Regions from separate parts of the Mus musculus genome. Here all the other regions are linked to region 1. A link is a contact called in public HiChIP or PLAC-seq data. All regions are on one chromosome and are shown on one strand. Each heading gives the region's core, a stretch centred on a gene start, on an enhancer-like site or on the middle of the called end of the contact. The rest is flanking DNA. Distances are from core to core; before and after follow the strand shown. Region 1 overlaps Fbln1 (fibulin 1). Region 2 has its middle 29 kb from the start of D130051D11Rik. Region 3 overlaps Wnt7b (wingless-type MMTV integration site family, member 7B). Region 4 has its middle 28 kb from the start of 7530416G11Rik. Region 5 overlaps Nup50 (nucleoporin 50).

Region 1 (3,114 bases), core at 176-2,675:
TGGATGTGAGCTGTACCTTTGCAGTTATTATCCTCTGTGAGCTCATAGCCAGTCCCACAGCTGCTGTCCCGCTGGCAGCGGAAAGAGCCCACTGTATTGATGCAGGATTCTCCCAGCCGGCAGTTATGGCTGCCTGTGATGCATTCATTGATATCTAGAGAGATTAAGGCGATGCAGAAGTAACCAGCAAGAACAACCAAGCCTTAAGCTTGAGCAGAAGGAATGTCCCAGAAGCCATGGTGGATCTGGCTTCCTGCATTCATCAAGTTGCCCAATCAAACTGAGCTGAGTCTTGCTGTGGGCACATCTGGAGAGGGGCAGACACCAAATCAAGCTCTGTTAAGTTTCAGATCTCTTTGAGTAAGGGCCAGACCCTAGAATCATGGCGTCTACAAGACTCCCACAAAGGAGGTCGCATGCATCATCCCCATCTCTTAGACAACGGGAAAGGCAGAAAGAAAGATCTACCCAAGGCCTCACGGCAGATCCTGAACCCAGGTGAACCCCAATGCAGCCCTTTGCCCACACTGTATCTATAGTCTTCTAGAAGACAGCCTTGTCCAGGCAGCACGCAGGTCCCAGCTGTGTTCCAGGAATGGAACAAAGGTTGTGCCACGCAGGCCTGCTCAGCAGAGGCTCCGAAGCACAGGGGCTAGCTCTCAGATGTTACCTTCGCAGGAGACACCATCCGACTGCAGCTGGTAGCCCACAAAGCAAGAGCAGATCACCTCGTCCCCAGTGTCACGGCACTGCTGCTTACAGGGCCCGCCACCTGCAACCAGAGTCCATGGGAGCTAGTGAACAGACTGAGCGACCTTCAGAGACCCTTCCAGGATGCACGGACACAGAAAACAGGCTCCTTGCCACAGCCACGTGTGGTCCTTGGGACACTCCCAAGCCTCGGCTCTGAGCGTCTCCGGGGCCTCTGAAGGCAGCAGAGGTCTGACAAGTTAGGAACCTTGTGTTGCTTCTGTGGTTAGAGTGGACCTGGGGAGGCATACTGCTCGTGGTCAACAAGAGGCCTGGGGGGAACAGGCTCCACCTGGAGGCAGGGCTCTATCAGAGCCCATGTAACTCTCAAGGGTTTCCAGCTGCCCATTCCTGCTAGCTTGCCCATGTCCATGTCCGGTGCTGTGACAATTGTGGGTACAGCCTCTCCCTGCCTGGCACCTCCCCTGTGACTCACACGGGATACTTCGAGTGTAACCCCACTGGGATGATCTGTGTTTCCTTTGCCACAGCCTGGCTGGCTATCAGGGGCACGCAGGCCTTACAGCGATGGTGGCTAATGGATCCTCCTAAGTTGTCACACCGGCTGTCACTCTCGCAGAAATCATCTGTGGCCACCCAGAGAGGGCTCACTCCAAGCTTCCTGGGAACTCCTTATCTCCCTCTCCCCTCCCTCCTGGCCTCAGCGCAGGTTGACACTGAGTGCTGGCGCTATCACTTTGTGATTAAGCTGCCTGCATACCTAACACCCAGTCGCAGAGTGAACCCTTTGGGTGGAGCTGCAACAGAACGGTCAGGTTAGATGAGCCAGAATGTTCTTGAAGAAAAAGAATTTAGTTAGAAAAGGCTGCACTGCGTGGTCACTCTAACGTAAGTGCAAAGGTCTCCTAAGAGACCATGACTCTACAGGGACAAGCGGGGCTCCAGGGACACACAGATAAGAAATAGCTACTCTCCTGGGGCATCGCAGCCTTGGAGAAGTATCATCACCCACAGAGCCCAGGAGCTTGCTGGCACTGGAGTGCTCACACCAGTCCTGCCTCCATAAGCCACTGTCCCCGACAGATCCCCCCGGCTCTGAGCACTCAAGGGTGGAAGAAACAGGGAGCCCCAAGGGCCCCAAGAACAGAAGTACTTTCCAGCTGAGTCTTAGCAGAAGTCAACACTATCCCCTGGGCTTTCATAGCTACCTACCAAAGGACTCCCACAGATCCCAACATCTCACCTCGACAGCGGTCATTCAGGTACGGGTCTTCTTGGTCCTCCTCGTCAGGAATCTTAGCTAGGGGTAGAGAGATGACACAAGATGACACAAGCACCTGCTCCTCCTGTCAGGACCGGACACATCCGAGCACACCACACTCGTTCAACTTTGGTAAATGTACCCTCACATGAAGGGGCAGGTAAGCTCTCCCAACACACAGCCTGAATTAGTTATCGTAGTCGGTGAGTCTAAAGCTCAAGAGAGATGTGAATGAGGTAAAATTCCCAGCAAGCATAGTGCACGGATTGCCTGCAGCTTCTCAGGGCTTCCTGCACGACTCAGGAGCTCACAGTGTAAGAGAGCGGATGAAAGAACCAGGGGGTCGGGGCTGGAGAGATGGCTCAGCGGTTAAAAACACATCTTTCTTGCAGAGGACCTGGGTTCCGTTCCTAGCTCCCACACTTGGCTCACGGCCACCAGTAGTTCCAGTTCCTGGGGCTCCAATTCCCTCCTCTGTCCTCTAAGAGAACTCTTCTGACCATGGAGGGCACACGGTATACATATATGCAGGAAACACTCATACTCAGAAATATAAATTAAAAACAACAAGAAATTCCTATATCACAGAGCCATGGCCCTCAGGGCTTCAAGCACAGGTGGCTGTAGTCAATGGGGACAGGTAGAGCTGGCCAACAGAACTGCTTCTGTGGTCCCACAGCCCTCTGAGGAAGAGCCTGCCACCTGAACACAGATGCACCCAGCCACTGGCTCACACTGGCCAAGACTCAAAAAGGCCAAGTCCTCCCTCCACTACTGTTTGTCATGTGACCTTACACATCACTGTTTGTCATGTGACCTTACACATCAAGGCCTTCCTGAGAGGATCAGATCAAAGGGCAATCACCCACCAATTGCCAGGGCAAAGTGAGGTCTGCAAGGGAGCCAGCCTCCTGCAGAGCACGTGGCAATCTTCCTGTCTCACAGCCGTGATGGTCAACCTCACAGGGCAACTTGACGGGAAGTCACTATGAAGGGAGCTTTGGTGACAGTAGAGTGGTATTTAAATCAATGGACTCTGAGAGGAGCATATGGCCCCTCCCAGATGTTAAGTGAACCTCACTTAAGCAGTTGGAGGCCCTAAGAGATGGAGACGGGTGGGGGGGTGGGGGGGGGGGAAGAGA
Region 2 (3,114 bases), core at 422-2,921, 430 kb before region 1:
TGACTCACTGCTAAATTGCAAGTGATTGCAGGAACTGCTCTAAAACTCGAGACTTTACGGATTACTTTCTTTTTAAGGGTTGGGACAGGACTTAGCCGACTGTAGATCATGCACACACTGGACATGGAAATTTTCAGGGAGGGGGTTAATTACAAGGTGCTTGGCTTTTTAGCACTTTTGCCCAGTGTTCTTATTTATTGAAATACTCTTATTATTTCAAAACGTCAAATATGATTTTGCACAGTGAAATTTCCTCTACGGCTTCATTTCCCTAATTATATCTAATGTCAACTTCAGACTTAAAAGTCCAATTCTTCGTGGATGCCCTTTATGCCAGAGAGGAAATAACTTAACTAGGGATTTACTCAAGGAAAGGGAATATTTAACTGCTGCAAAAGAAATATTCAAAAGAAAAAAAAAAACCCAATGCTTTCATTTTGCTTCTGGCTATTACAGTGATTCCTGCTTTCAAAAGAATATGAAGTTTATTTTCCTTAAGCAAAAGAAAGTGGTCATGAAGGCCACTGGACATGAAAAGGTATTACTCTTAGGAAATACATATATATATGTAATATGTATATGTAATATATTATATATAATGTATAATATATGTGTAATATATTATATATGTAATATATAATATATTGTAGTGTATTATATATGTAACACACACATATATGTGTGTGTATATATATATATCTTTTAATGACAAATGCAGATTTTGAAAATGTACTTTGAGATAACCAGAAACACGAGCAGACATTTCACTGTTACACCCTAGTTCTCCATGTTATGCAGAGGGGAGGATTTGAGTTCACACTGAAAGACTTCACCGTTGTGAATGCCTAACCCATTAACCAGTTTTTCAGCTCGGTACTGGAAATTCTCAGCCTGATCTGCCTCCCAGCCGAGCTCTGCCCAGAAGACTTTCTCTCTAGGGGAGGCGGTGGACATGGATACGGCCAACTCCTTTTCTCCCTCTCAAAATTTTAAACTTGGAAACTTGTCCTGGGTTGAACACTGAATTTACAGCAGGACCCCAAGGCTCACAAGGAAATGTCACGAGCTGGGAAAAAGCCTGTCGGCGCACACCTGGAGCCACAGATTCAGAAAACCTAGCCGGCTGTAGCCAAAAACCAAAACACTCGGCCTGCAAACAGCCTACAAGAAACATAGAGTTCTTTGATGTGACGAGAAGAATTATAAATACAACCAACCGCTCCAAGGCAGACAGGTTGAAAGAGACTTTAAGGCAGTCTGTTGGTGCCTCAAACTTTAATACTGAGGACGTGAAGTGTTAGATTCATAGAGGTAACATACGCGTGTGTCTGTGTCTGTGTGTGCATGTGTGTCCATATGTATGTGCACGTGTGCGTGTGCGTGTGTGCACGCGCGCGTGCGTGTGTGTGTGTGTGTGTGTGTGTGTGTGTGTGTAGCAATAACACTTTGGTTTCCTCTGTGGCCCAACGGCGATCTTAAGCCCTTATTGGATAGCCCTCAGCCAGGTGCAGGGCAGGCCCTATCTGTAGCCTCTCCTGAGTTACACCATTTCTCATTACACCTGTGCCAACACCTCCCCCCCCCCCAAATCGACCTAGATCACAGACAGAGGCCTGATACAGCAGAGCTTTCCTTGCAATAAAAGCTGTGCTTTGTGAATGAGAGCCCAGCTCCTGGCTCAGCCACTCTGAGAGCTTCAAGGTAGAGCCAAAGAGTGTAGCCTATGCTCAGGCTCAGACAGAGGACAATTCCCTTTGCCAGGGTGGGCACAACTGTGAAGGCTGTGGACAGACAAATGGCTATCTGGTACCCCAGAGGACCATCGACTCCAGTCTCCCAAATCGGGGCCATCTTGTTATCATTTTTAAAGGGAGAGGTTGAGATTCTTCATCTATGATCAGTCCTCCTTCATTAGAGCCAGCACAGAGGGGTTCGACATGGTTCAAGTCAACAACGGCATTGCTATCCCATAAGCACTGGACACTATAGGAGCTGCTAGGTGTTTTAATCACAAATGACTCCCTCACTGGGGGGGGGGGCGGGGATCTCAGAAGGTAGAAGTGACCGAGTTGCTGGTGTATACAGCAAGCCCCTCACAACGTACATAGCATGACAGGGATCCCTGTGTATACAGCAAGCACTTATAACTTACACAGCATGCTCCCACCTCCTCTCATCTGACCCTCCCAACTCAAGAGGAACAACAAAAAAGACCAGACCTCTTGAAAGACTGAGGCACAGCAGGCAGAGAATACTGACAGGGCTGGATATTACACAGACCTGGGACCCTAACCCGGTCACACATATGCGCTTAAAAAATAAATAAATAAAGGAAAACATCACCATTCACTTCTTCCAATATAGACTTATTTCACAGATAAAAGGAGTTTCCAGAAAGAAAAAAAACAGCAGCAGCAGCAGCAGCAGCAACAACAACAACAACAGCAACAACCAGAATCCCTTTGAAACCTCAGGCCAGAGCTGCCTTCAGCTGGTTCAGCTTGGGCAAACCTCCCCAAACTGAGCCTGAAGCCAGCTTTGGTCATCTGAGGTTCATCCTGACCACCTCTTCAAAACCAGCCTTGAGGTATAAAAATCTCAGACACGTGCTCCTCATCGTGCTTTTGAGCCTCCTCATAAGAAAGTCACGTGGACTGACCTAAGGGACCATATCTCCAGGGCTCTGCCTCATTCCCCCAGAAACTAGAGCCTTCTTAACCAGTGAGCCAGAGTGGTTCCCAGGGCCATGCCTGCTTACAGTCACTCTGGGGCCTGGCAAGTACTTGTCCCATGGTCTCAGTGTCAAAAGAAGAGCGGTTGATGCAAATGTGTGGGAAACCTGAAGGTCTCCTCTGAGCAGTAAGGTCACAGAACACTTTTTCCTGGGGGTCCTCACATTCAGGATCCTCAGCATCCCACCAAGGCAACCATCAACGGCGGATTGCTAACTGTCTCAGAAAAGAGTAAGGCTAGGTTAATGCCATGGTCACTGGTGGAGTGAAGACTTGGGGAAGGCCTGAAGAACGAGGATAATTTTTCCATATGGTGCCCTTTCCAAGCTGTGGCACATTGAGCACGGGCAAAGTTGCCACGCAGCTCCCTCCACTACTACTG
Region 3 (3,114 bases), core at 256-2,755, 340 kb before region 1:
AATTGGTCCATGGACCAGGAGATCCCAGGCCCTGAGCACAGGCTTCCTCTACAGCTTGGGTGCTAGTTTTTGCTTTAGTTCTGGGGATAGAGATGTGATGCTCTTGTAGGATGTAGATGTCGCTGCCTGGCTTGGCACTGCTCTAACAGCTCTGAGGCCAGCTTTAACAGGGAGAAAGGTAGGTAGATAGGTAGGTAGGTAGGTCTGGCCAGCCACCTTGTGACCTGTATGGAGGTTCAGTGTGTTCGTCATGATATACTCTTGGGTGCGGCTGGGCATGGACTTGAGGTATCCTTGGCTACTTGAGATCTTGGTTTTCCATCTGGGCGTGGCTCTAGAGCCCTTCTGGCAATTCCTACTGCGTTCACTTGACTCTTCACACTCCTTTAATTTACCTCAGCCTTTCCTGCCCACCTTCTTCCAAGTTCACACAGAACCCTGCAGCTCCCATAGCGGAGACCCTGACCTCCTGTTAGTAAGGATGACCCAGGGAAGGTTTTCCGGAGTAGGGTGACCCGAGATGCTTCAGAAGTCACCTCTATCAGTCTGAGGTTGAGGCAGAGACTGAGGGCTGGGCTGAGTCTGAACACCTTCTGGGAGGTTCACCTCTAGCAGGAAGTGCTGGGACTTTCCAAGAGCTGACCCTCCCCAGGAGCCAGATTTGTCAACCTGCTATCTCTGTGTTTCTGTGGTCAGGTAGACCAGGTTGGCCTGTGGGGAAAGGATGAATCTAAGCCACCGTAATGTTCCAGTAGACCGGAGTGCTGGAGTGGCCTTCTTGTGGACCAAGCAGGGCTGACATTCCCTTTGGTGACCCTGCCACAGGGTGGAGCACCAGATTAAGCCTGCCAGCTTCTCGGGGTGACCTTTTGAACCTTTGGATGGGCTTGAATGTACCATGGCCAAAGCACTGTGCAAAATGAGCGAGCCTGAGGTTGGTTGGGCAGGCAGGTGGTGTAGAGAGAGTGCTTGCCAGGGGCTCACAATTCTAGCTGCTATTTACCCTGTCACAGCTCTGGGACAGAGATGCATAGCATGAGGGACTCCAGGGACACAGCCCTGAAAATGCTCAGGAAGAATAGTGCTTAGATGTCTGTCCTCTTGCAGAGGGTGAGGTACAGGATAGATAGAGCTGGACAGCTTCCTTCCCTTCAGGCTGTGGCGCCTGTGGCGGCCATGCCTGAGGTTCTGCGTTTCCTTCCTGGCATGGTTGTGGTAGAGTATGTGACAATGACTCCACCTGAGGGAAGTCCTTTTGTGTGTGTGTGTGATAGCCCTGCTCCAGAGGCAACATAGGTTGGCGGCTTGTAGGTCAGTGATGCTTTCTGGACACCTCCCCCCCCCCCACACACACACAGACAGAGCAATGGGACAGGGTGTGTAGTCAGGGCTACAAGGCCAGACCCCTCTTCGCCTGTGCCTTCCAATGCGGGGACTCCTGTAGCAGGAAGGAACAGGGTAGCCACAGCTGCAGCGGGAAGGTATCAAGGAGGCAGAGACAAAGCCTTTGGTTTTATTGCTGCCAAGCTACTATTCAGCCTTGGACCAAACACAGCCCTTCTTTGAGCATCCTCTGGAAAATGGGAATAATGGGCTGCTAGCCAGGCTAGCCACTGGGATTGAGTGGCCCCCTTCCCAGGGCATTCATTCTGAGGCTGCTGACTGGGGAAGCCATCAAGGTCATGGGGAACATCCTAAGGTGAGGGATCATGGTACAGTCCCCAGGGGGCTTCTGACTCAGACAGGCCCCAGCTGTGATGACAAAAGATGTCAGGAATGGGCAGGCTCCTGGCTGAGGCTCACACTGCCCTGGGTGCTTGCTGTGTGGTCAGGCAGGCCCCACCCTCTCTAGGCTCTGTCTCCCACCTGATTCTGCATAAGAACTCAGCCCTGCCTTGAGGTCTGTCTGTAGAGAGATGGTGACTTGCTGTCCTCCATGTGTGGGACTTGGTCCCCAGACTCACAGCTCAGAACATACTCAGTATCCCAGGAAGTGCTGGCTCAGCCATCCAGTGTTTAGACTCCCAAACTGGCGGTAGGCCAGTGGGGCCTGCCAACTCCCTCCCACCGTTTACACCCACCTGTCCTTCTGTCCCTATGTCTCAGGTTGGTGTCTTGGCCAGCCATGCCTTCAGGGCACCTTGTATCACATAGGTTTTAAAGCAAGTGCCATGCTGGGCTTATGGGGGGGTCTCAGCACCAGTTGGGCTTCAGCCAGCCTCACAGCCTCGGGGGGGCCCTGGCATCTCTGAATGTGGCTGTCTCCATTTGTACTGTAGGAAGCAAAGAGTATGGGCCAGGGGAGCCACCTCAGCCTCTGTGCTGGGCCTGGCACACACACACACACACACACACACACACACACACACACACACACACGGTGTTTTCAAAGTGAGAACTGAGCAGGGTCAGACAGGCTTCTTGGAGGTGGAGGCACAGTGGACCCAGGAGTCCCATCTGACTGCTGGAGAGACAGGGTACCCTTCTGAGGGCAAAGACCTGATCCATTAAGGCCAGGACTTGGTATGTTATGTTGGGCCCTGCGTGCCAGGAAAGGCCCTGAAGTTTCTGAAGTCAGAGGTCAGTCAGTGAAATGACAGTGACCCCCATGAGGACTCAGTGAACCCATTAGCCCCCTTAAGCTCTTTGCCCATGTCGCCATGTGCCACTGGGTGGGCGTGGCTTTCCCATCTTCAACCACCCCAACCTACACAGGCTTCCTGCTCACCACCCCGCTTCTCCCAGACTGCCTTCTTTCTCTCCAGGGTGGGGTCCTGGGATGCCTGGCTGGAATGTTAGCTATGTGGAAGGGTGGGAAAGCCCTTAGCAGAATCTCTACTCTCTTGCCTGGGAACACCAGGAGCAGCTGAGGGGAGCAGTGGCTTGGAAAGATAGGAGCAAGTGGGGCCCAAGCTGGAGGGGAGGGACTGCCAACCATGGGCAGACTCTGTCCCCCACTACTGACAGATGGGTAGACTAAGGCCCAGATGGGTCAGAAAGAGTCAGAGACTTAGCAGAACTGGAACCTAGTTTCCACAGCCACGAAGACCCTCTTTGGGGGAGGGGGGTCTAGCCACAGGTACCCTGACTTTCGTCTCAGCCCCCTTGATATTC
Region 4 (3,114 bases), core at 267-2,766, 300 kb before region 1:
TAGACTGCCCTACTCCCACCTCGGGACACAAGGGGTGCATGTTGGGGAGGCTGCCTAGTATCCTCTTTCGTTGGGCCTTTACCTTAGTGAGACCCACTGGAGCCCAGTGCTTGCGGCCTTTGAAGAAGGCTGCAGGTAGGGGATTGAGTGATCTCTCACTCCACCTACAGGAGGCTCAGCAGGAGGGCAGCAGGGCTGGCTTTTCTCCAGGGGCCAGAAACAGATGGCCTTCCTAGACAGCTGATCCCTCCTGGATGGCCAGCCTGCTCACCTGAGGCCCAAGGGTGGCTTTAAGGACCCTGATTTTTCTTGATGAGCTCTGTAAAGAGTCATAGCTGAACCTTTGGAAGCCCTTGGCCTGAGCTGTCTGGGGCCCAGTTCCCATCTCCCCTCAAGCTATGCTAGCCTCACACCACTACCACAGTGCAGGCTAGGAGCCCCGCCTGCGGCCCTTCCCGGGCTCCAGCTTTTTCTGTGGGACACAGCATCCATACTGTCTCAGGTCTTACAAGGTCTCTGGTGCCAGAGCTAGAATGGACCACGGTGAGAGCTCGGAGCTGAGTCTGAGATGGGCCTTTTCCAAAACTCAGAGAGCCTCAGGCTGGGGAAAGGCCAGCAGAGTGGGGAGCCTCCCAGAGCAGCAAGGAGAACGGGGCATGGAGCTGAGAATGCTCTGCAATGGCTTCCAAAGGCTGAGGCTTAATCACAAGCTCGAAGAGAGAAGAAAGGGGGAAGGGAGAAGGGAGAAGGAAGGCCTGAGGAGCTGAGGTAAACTGAGAGTCAGTGGAGTGGGGGTGGGGTGGAATTTGGAGAGTGAGAGAGCTACTCTGAGCTGATGACTTTCTAGAAAGTTCCATAAGTGTAAAAAGGAACCTAGCTTTTTGAGCCCCATCGCTGCATTCCCAGGTAGCTTGCAATTTGGAGACCCTTTGGACAAAGGGCTAGTTTCTCACTGTCCTGTAACCCCAAGCTGCCCATAAGGTGCCACTGTTAACAGAGAATGGTATCTACAGTCCAAGAGCCACCAGTCTACCAGGGTGAGGGCCCGAGGGCTGAAGGCTGGGCTGGAGTGTTCTGACAGTGCTCCACACTGAAAGTGCTCCTTGGGTCTCAGTTTTCCCTGCCCAAGGGGGACTTTGCTTACCCTGAGTATCTCATTAACCTAGGGAGGATTATCTGAACTTGGTGGAGCACTGCCCCATCTTCCCCTTTACACCAACAAGGCCACCATCAAAGGCGTTGAACTCATTGTCAACCAAGCTGAAGGATGCATTGGGACCTGCCAGCCCACCAACGGCCTGACACAGAAGGGGTGACCCACTCCCACGTCCCCTCCCTAGTTCTTGGACAAAAGGGATTGATTCCATCTCAGGGACAAATACTGTGGAAGGAATGGCAGCCACAAGGACAGCTGAGTCACTGGGACATCATGGAGACAGGGCATACCTCTGCAGGGAGTGGTACTGTCCCATGTTAAAGTCCCATTCTATGGGGAACGATAGTGACATCAGGGGCTGTAGGTGCTTCTCATCTTGGGGACTTAGGGATGGACCAGGAGATCTAGTCAGGGACTGGCGATGACCTCAGGCCATACCAGGTCTTCTGAGCCTGAAGGAGCACACTCCTTGTCACTAGAGGAATCCAAGCATAGTTAGATCACCAGAGAAGGGGAGAGATGTTCTGAAGTCCTATGAGGGTGTGTGCTCAGGCCCAAGGTGTTAGCAGTCTCATTCCTGTGGCAGAAAGGGGCTGGATGCTTCATTTTCTAGGTTAGGGAGACAGACTCTGGGGAGATCAGTCTGACCATGACTCCTGGCCCTGACCCCACAGGTTGCTAGGCAACAGAAACTCCTTGCCTCCGCCTTATCCATGATCCCATGGAGAGTCAAGGTGCAGCTAGGACAGTGTTATGGAGACTCAGAAAGCTCAGGTAGCATGAGGGGTGGGGGAAGGCAGCCAGGGTAGGTCAGCGTTGCCAGTAGCCTAGGGGCTGATGGCTATGTAGAGCTGGGAGGGCTGGAGACAGGGTGCAAGCCTGTGGCTGAGTACATGCTTGGAGGAGATATGGGGGGAGGGGCAGATGGAACACCGGCAGAGGGACCCTGCATACCTGGGGAAGGGGACTGGCAGCTATGCAGTTAGATGACAGGAAGTTTCACCTTGGCCTTTTCTCCTAGTGTCTGGGCTTTAAGGGGAAGAGAGTGAGCTGTTGGGGCCTTTCAGCTTTTCAGGAGAGGTATAAGGGGGTGGTTAGACAGCAGGGGGGAGAGTAGAGTCAGCACTGTGGCTCAGGTGTGGTGCAGCCACAGGGGATACAGCGGGATTCCATGCATATTTTTCAGGCAGAACAATTTCCTAGAGCCCTGTAGGCAGGTCCTGGAAGAGTCCCAGAGAGGACAAGGTCAGAGGAAGCTGATGGTAAACCTGGCTTAGGCTGGCTCCTCAGCTGTCCGTCAGATGTGTGTATGTATCAAGTTCCGGGGATGGAGAAGAGCCAGGGTGAGGGCCTCCATCTTGCTCAGAGAGAGGCCTGGGACCTGGAGGCACCTGACCTTCAACCGCTGGGACCTGCAGGCAGAGGACCCGACTTGGCCTTAGAGATGGTTTGCAGTAGGGGCCTCTGGGTTGGATGGAGCACTGTCTGAGTCAGGTTTCATGTCAGCTGGCTATGTGACACTGGCCCCGGTTTGCCTCAGTTTCCCCCTTCCGCTTCTCTAGGCTGAGGTCATGGTAGAGAGATTCCACCTGGGGTTGTGTCAGAGTGAGATACATTCACTCTGAGGCTCAGGGCAGCAGTGGGGCTGCCTGGAAGATTAGACGTTGGAATGTGTGCCCATAGAACTTTACAGTTTACAGTGGTCCTTTTATCTAGCCCCACTCTAGGCCTGAGAGCCTTGTGTTCCCAGTGTGCCTCTTGGGGACAGCTCAAGCCCCTTCTCCTCAGGGGACTCTCTGGGACCACTTCTTGAGACACCCCATCCTCACAGGATCTCTGTGCAGTCTCTGGACTGAGTGCCAAGTTGAAGCCTAAAGAGCCATTGGGTCCAACCTGAGCATGTAGGGCCAGACCCTTCCAGGCAACTGACCATGGCTTCCCAACTCTGTCCTCCCCAC
Region 5 (3,114 bases), core at 427-2,926, 300 kb after region 1:
GTTTAGTATTTCCTGTTCAAATTTAGATCAGGGAAACTGTGATCAAAGACAGTATCACCCCAGTTTCCAATGGCCATTGTGGTGGGAGGTACACTAAAAGGCCCTTGGCATGCATGAACCAGGAAGTCAAACTCTTGAGTCTACAAAGTGCTTCCTTGCTGAGAGTCAATTCCAGGGTCTGGGGGCTATGAACTTGACACTGAAGTCACATAGCTGTCAGCTGGCAGAGCCAAGAATACAACTGCTGTGTCAGGTACAGAGGTGTGCTCTGCTGACCATCTCGTCCCATGCACCTCCCCAGTCCCGTCCTTTAATGGTCCATCCAAGGACACAGCCCTAGAACCATCTCTCCGGCTGGGTCTGGTGGCACACACCTATAATCCCGGTCAGTCTTTAGAAAGCTGCAAGAGGAGGATTGAGTTCAAGGTCATCCTGAGCTATACTGAAAGACCCTGTCAAAGACAGACGATTGGGTAGCAAAGTTCTCTTTCAGCATCAATTTCAGAGAGGGCTGGAGAGGAAGGGCTACTCACCAAAGGCTGCCTTGGGCTCTGCTGCTGTCTTTACATTGGAGAAGGGCGTGGCATTGTCTGTGCTGTTTCCATTTGTCAGTCCTTCCAGAGGCTTTCCTCCAGAGCCACCAAATCCAGAAAACCCTCCTCCTCCAGAAGGCACAACCAAACCTTTGAAACCTTTAAAGGCTCCTCCGCTATCAGACTGAAACACAAAGAAAGCACTTTAGGCAAGCAGACCACCTGGCCCCAAGTAAACATGACCTCAGACAGCAGTGCTGCGTGGCTGACAATGGTCAGAGAAGCTACTAGCACATAGCACAGCCCAGGCAGGAGAGGAAAAGATGGTGCCTCTAAGGACAGCTGTGTTACAGCTGCCTTCCTGAAACAGCCAGGAAAGATGGTACCAAAACAAATAGAGCAAATTCATGTACCTACTCCCAAACTTCAGAATAACTGAAAATATTCCCAACACAACCAAACTGCATGTACTTTTCCAAAGAACATTTGCCTTAAGAAGCTTCAGAAACATGAAATTAGATTAATTAAAAATATTTAGCCGAGCATGGTGGCTCAAGCCTTCATCCCAGCAATGAAAAAAATTGGGAGGCAAGCAGATCCCTAAGTGCCAGGCCAGCCTGGTCTACAATGTGAATGCTAGGACAGAGAAATCCTGTTTCAAGACAAAAAGAAAATACAGTTTACCTAACTTAAGCATTTTGGGGTTTTCAAGCCGTTCTTGGCCTACAGAAGTCCGAGGAGACCGCGCTGCATATTCCAGCCATTCTATTGGTTAAGCAGCCCAGTGCAGCCTGCTCTCCTGTTCCTTGCTGCTCCCTTGCCCTGTCTCTAGCAAGCTCTTCCCTTGGCAGTCTATGCAGTCAGCAGAGGCGCTGTGAACCACTCCTATGCCCTAGGAGAGTCAGGAGTAGTGTGGAGAGAGCTCTCTGCCGACTGCTTCACTTTTCTGAGGGAGGAGACGTTCAGTGGGTAGGAGTGCTTGCTGTGCACACATGAGGACCCGAGTCAGAACCCCCAGGTTCAAGGAGACCCTGTCTGGAGGGAATAAGGTGCACAGAACAGGAGGACATCAACTGCTATCCTCTGGCCTCCATGCAGTGCAGAAGCATCCATACCCAGACACACCCTAAAAGTTTAACTTGTCATCTTCTGACGCAGTGGTTGGGCTGATAGCACTCCGCCAGTTCACCAGAATGCAACCTGATCCTATGTAAACAGCCAAACAGGAAAACCCAACCACGCCTACTTAGTTTTAATGTTTACAGCTACGGACTCAGCTCAGTGGATAAAGTGCTTACCCTGCAAGCAGGAGGACTGAAATCTCAATCAAGGGACTCTAGGTTTACCAAGAGTCCCAGCCTCAATAAATAATATGAACAGAGATCAAGAAGATACAGGATGTCAGCTGCAGACCTTTATACACACACATACGTGTGCCCATCATATGTCCACACAGTCAAGCACTTGTGCACATTCACATGTATACTGATTAGAGCAGTTGTGGAGTAAAAGTCTGTATTAAAGCTGGCAGGCACACACATGACAATTCTACAATACATATGTGTACTTTTTCTTTTTATAGTTGGTGTACCAGCTATACCAACTCCAAACTAGAGTTCCCAAATAAATGAACTATAATTAATCAATCAATCTCCTCCCTCTCTCTCTCTCTCTCTCTCTCACACACACACACACACACACACACACGCGCGCGCGCAAATCTAGTCCCTCTTCCATTTCCTACATAGCTCATGTATGTCCTGGTAGGCTTTTGTACTTTTGACAATCTGACACAAGCTAGAGTCATCTGGAAAGAGGATCCTAGATTAAGAAAATGCCTCCTGTAGGCAAGTCTGTGGTTTATGTTCTTGATTAATGATCCATGCGGGAGGACCGACTTCCTGTGGGCAGCATCACCCCAGCAGGTACCTTAGTGGTGTAGTCAGGCACACAGAGGGAGCCGTGAGGATCATGACAGTAAGCACGCCTCTGCTTCAGTTCCTGCCAGAGTTCCTGCCCTTTCTCCCTCCATGATGGGACAACGATAAGCTGAAATAAACCTCCTCATAAGGTACCTTTATCTCGGTGCAGCAACAGATACCCCAACTAAAACATACCAGTTAGCCTTAATGTTACAGTTTTTTTAAAAAAACAGTTTTAATCACACCTACAGATTTTCAAATGTTTAGTGACCACTGGTATTTTTATAGTATTAAAATAAAGAGGAATGGGGCAGGAGAAATGGCTCGGCGGTTAAGAACAAATACCGACTGCTCTTCCAGAGGTTCTGAGTTCAAGTCCCAGCAACCACTTGGCAGCTCAAGCCATCTGTAATGGGATCGATGCACACTTCTGGTGTGTCTGGAGACAGCTACAGTGTACTCATATAAAATAAATCTTTTCTTTAAAAAAAAAAAAAGAGAAATGAAAAATCTTTTTTTTTTCTTTTTTTCGAGACAGGGTTTTTCTGTGTAGCCCTGGCTGTCCTGGAACTCACTCTGTAGACCAGGCTGTCGCAGAACTCAAAAATCCACCTGCCTCTGCCTCCTAAGTGTTGGGATTAAAGGCGTGCACCACCATC

What was found. HiChIP or PLAC-seq counts read pairs in DNA pulled down with a chosen protein or histone mark.
Region 2: a contact with region 1 is called in an HNF4G HiChIP or PLAC-seq map of pancreatic cancer cells. The contact joins two enhancer-like sites. A contact is called at or near these places in 2 of 115 datasets of contacts at active chromatin or transcription factors (pancreatic cancer cells and stem cell-derived neural progenitor cells).
Region 3: a FOXA1 HiChIP or PLAC-seq map of pancreatic cancer cells shows a contact between it and region 1. The contact joins two enhancer-like sites. A contact is called at or near these places in 9 of 39 promoter capture datasets (the 3T3-L1 cell line, 3T3-L1-derived adipocytes, the C10 cell line and 6 more), 9 of 115 datasets of contacts at active chromatin or transcription factors (T-cell acute lymphoblastic leukemia, embryonic basal ganglia, embryonic forebrain and 6 more) and 1 of 9 other capture datasets (pancreatic islet).
Region 4: a contact with region 1 is called in an HNF4G HiChIP or PLAC-seq map of pancreatic cancer cells. The contact joins two enhancer-like sites. A contact is called at or near these places in 2 of 115 datasets of contacts at active chromatin or transcription factors (cardiomyocytes and pancreatic cancer cells).
Region 5: a FOXA1 HiChIP or PLAC-seq map of pancreatic cancer cells shows a contact between it and region 1. The contact joins two enhancer-like sites. A contact is called at or near these places in 2 of 484 Hi-C or Micro-C datasets (CD8 T cells and embryonic stem cells) and 3 of 115 datasets of contacts at active chromatin or transcription factors (embryonic stem cells, pancreatic cancer cells and thymic regulatory T cells).

Annotation. Positions count from the first base shown.
Region 1 is chr15:85,228,457-85,231,570 of GRCm38.p6, reverse strand. Fbln1 (fibulin 1) reads right to left here. Exons shown (of 17, transcript NM_010180.2): 5 at 1,955-2,011; 6 at 671-772; 7 at 17-154. Among named protein-coding and RNA genes, the nearest start is that of Fbln1, 24 kb to the right of the region's middle. Within about 2 kb of position 1,425, at least 65 of the 459 cell types and tissues checked have an H3K27ac peak or open chromatin away from gene starts, as enhancers often do. A contact at or near this core is called in pancreatic cancer cells, where this site is marked.
Region 2 is chr15:85,662,453-85,665,566 of GRCm38.p6, reverse strand. No RefSeq gene overlaps it. Among named protein-coding and RNA genes, the nearest start is that of D130051D11Rik, 29 kb to the right of the region's middle. Within about 2 kb of position 1,671, at least 37 of the 459 cell types and tissues checked have an H3K27ac peak or open chromatin away from gene starts, as enhancers often do. A contact at or near this core is called in pancreatic cancer cells, where this site is marked.
Region 3 is chr15:85,568,267-85,571,380 of GRCm38.p6, reverse strand. The region is part of intron 1 of Wnt7b (wingless-type MMTV integration site family, member 7B); the gene reads left to right. Among named protein-coding and RNA genes, the nearest start is that of AU022754, 11 kb to the left of the region's middle. Within about 2 kb of position 1,505, at least 51 of the 459 cell types and tissues checked have an H3K27ac peak or open chromatin away from gene starts, as enhancers often do. A contact at or near this core is called in pancreatic cancer cells, where this site is marked.
Region 4 is chr15:85,529,318-85,532,431 of GRCm38.p6, reverse strand. No RefSeq gene overlaps it. Among named protein-coding and RNA genes, the nearest start is that of 7530416G11Rik, 28 kb to the right of the region's middle. Within about 2 kb of position 1,516, at least 21 of the 459 cell types and tissues checked have an H3K27ac peak or open chromatin away from gene starts, as enhancers often do. A contact at or near this core is called in pancreatic cancer cells, where this site is marked.
Region 5 is chr15:84,931,138-84,934,251 of GRCm38.p6, reverse strand. Nup50 (nucleoporin 50) reads right to left here. Exons shown (of 8, transcript NM_016714.2): 4 at 534-717. Among named protein-coding and RNA genes, the nearest start is that of Nup50, 9.3 kb to the right of the region's middle. Within about 2 kb of position 1,676, at least 14 of the 459 cell types and tissues checked have an H3K27ac peak or open chromatin away from gene starts, as enhancers often do. A contact at or near this core is called in pancreatic cancer cells, where this site is marked.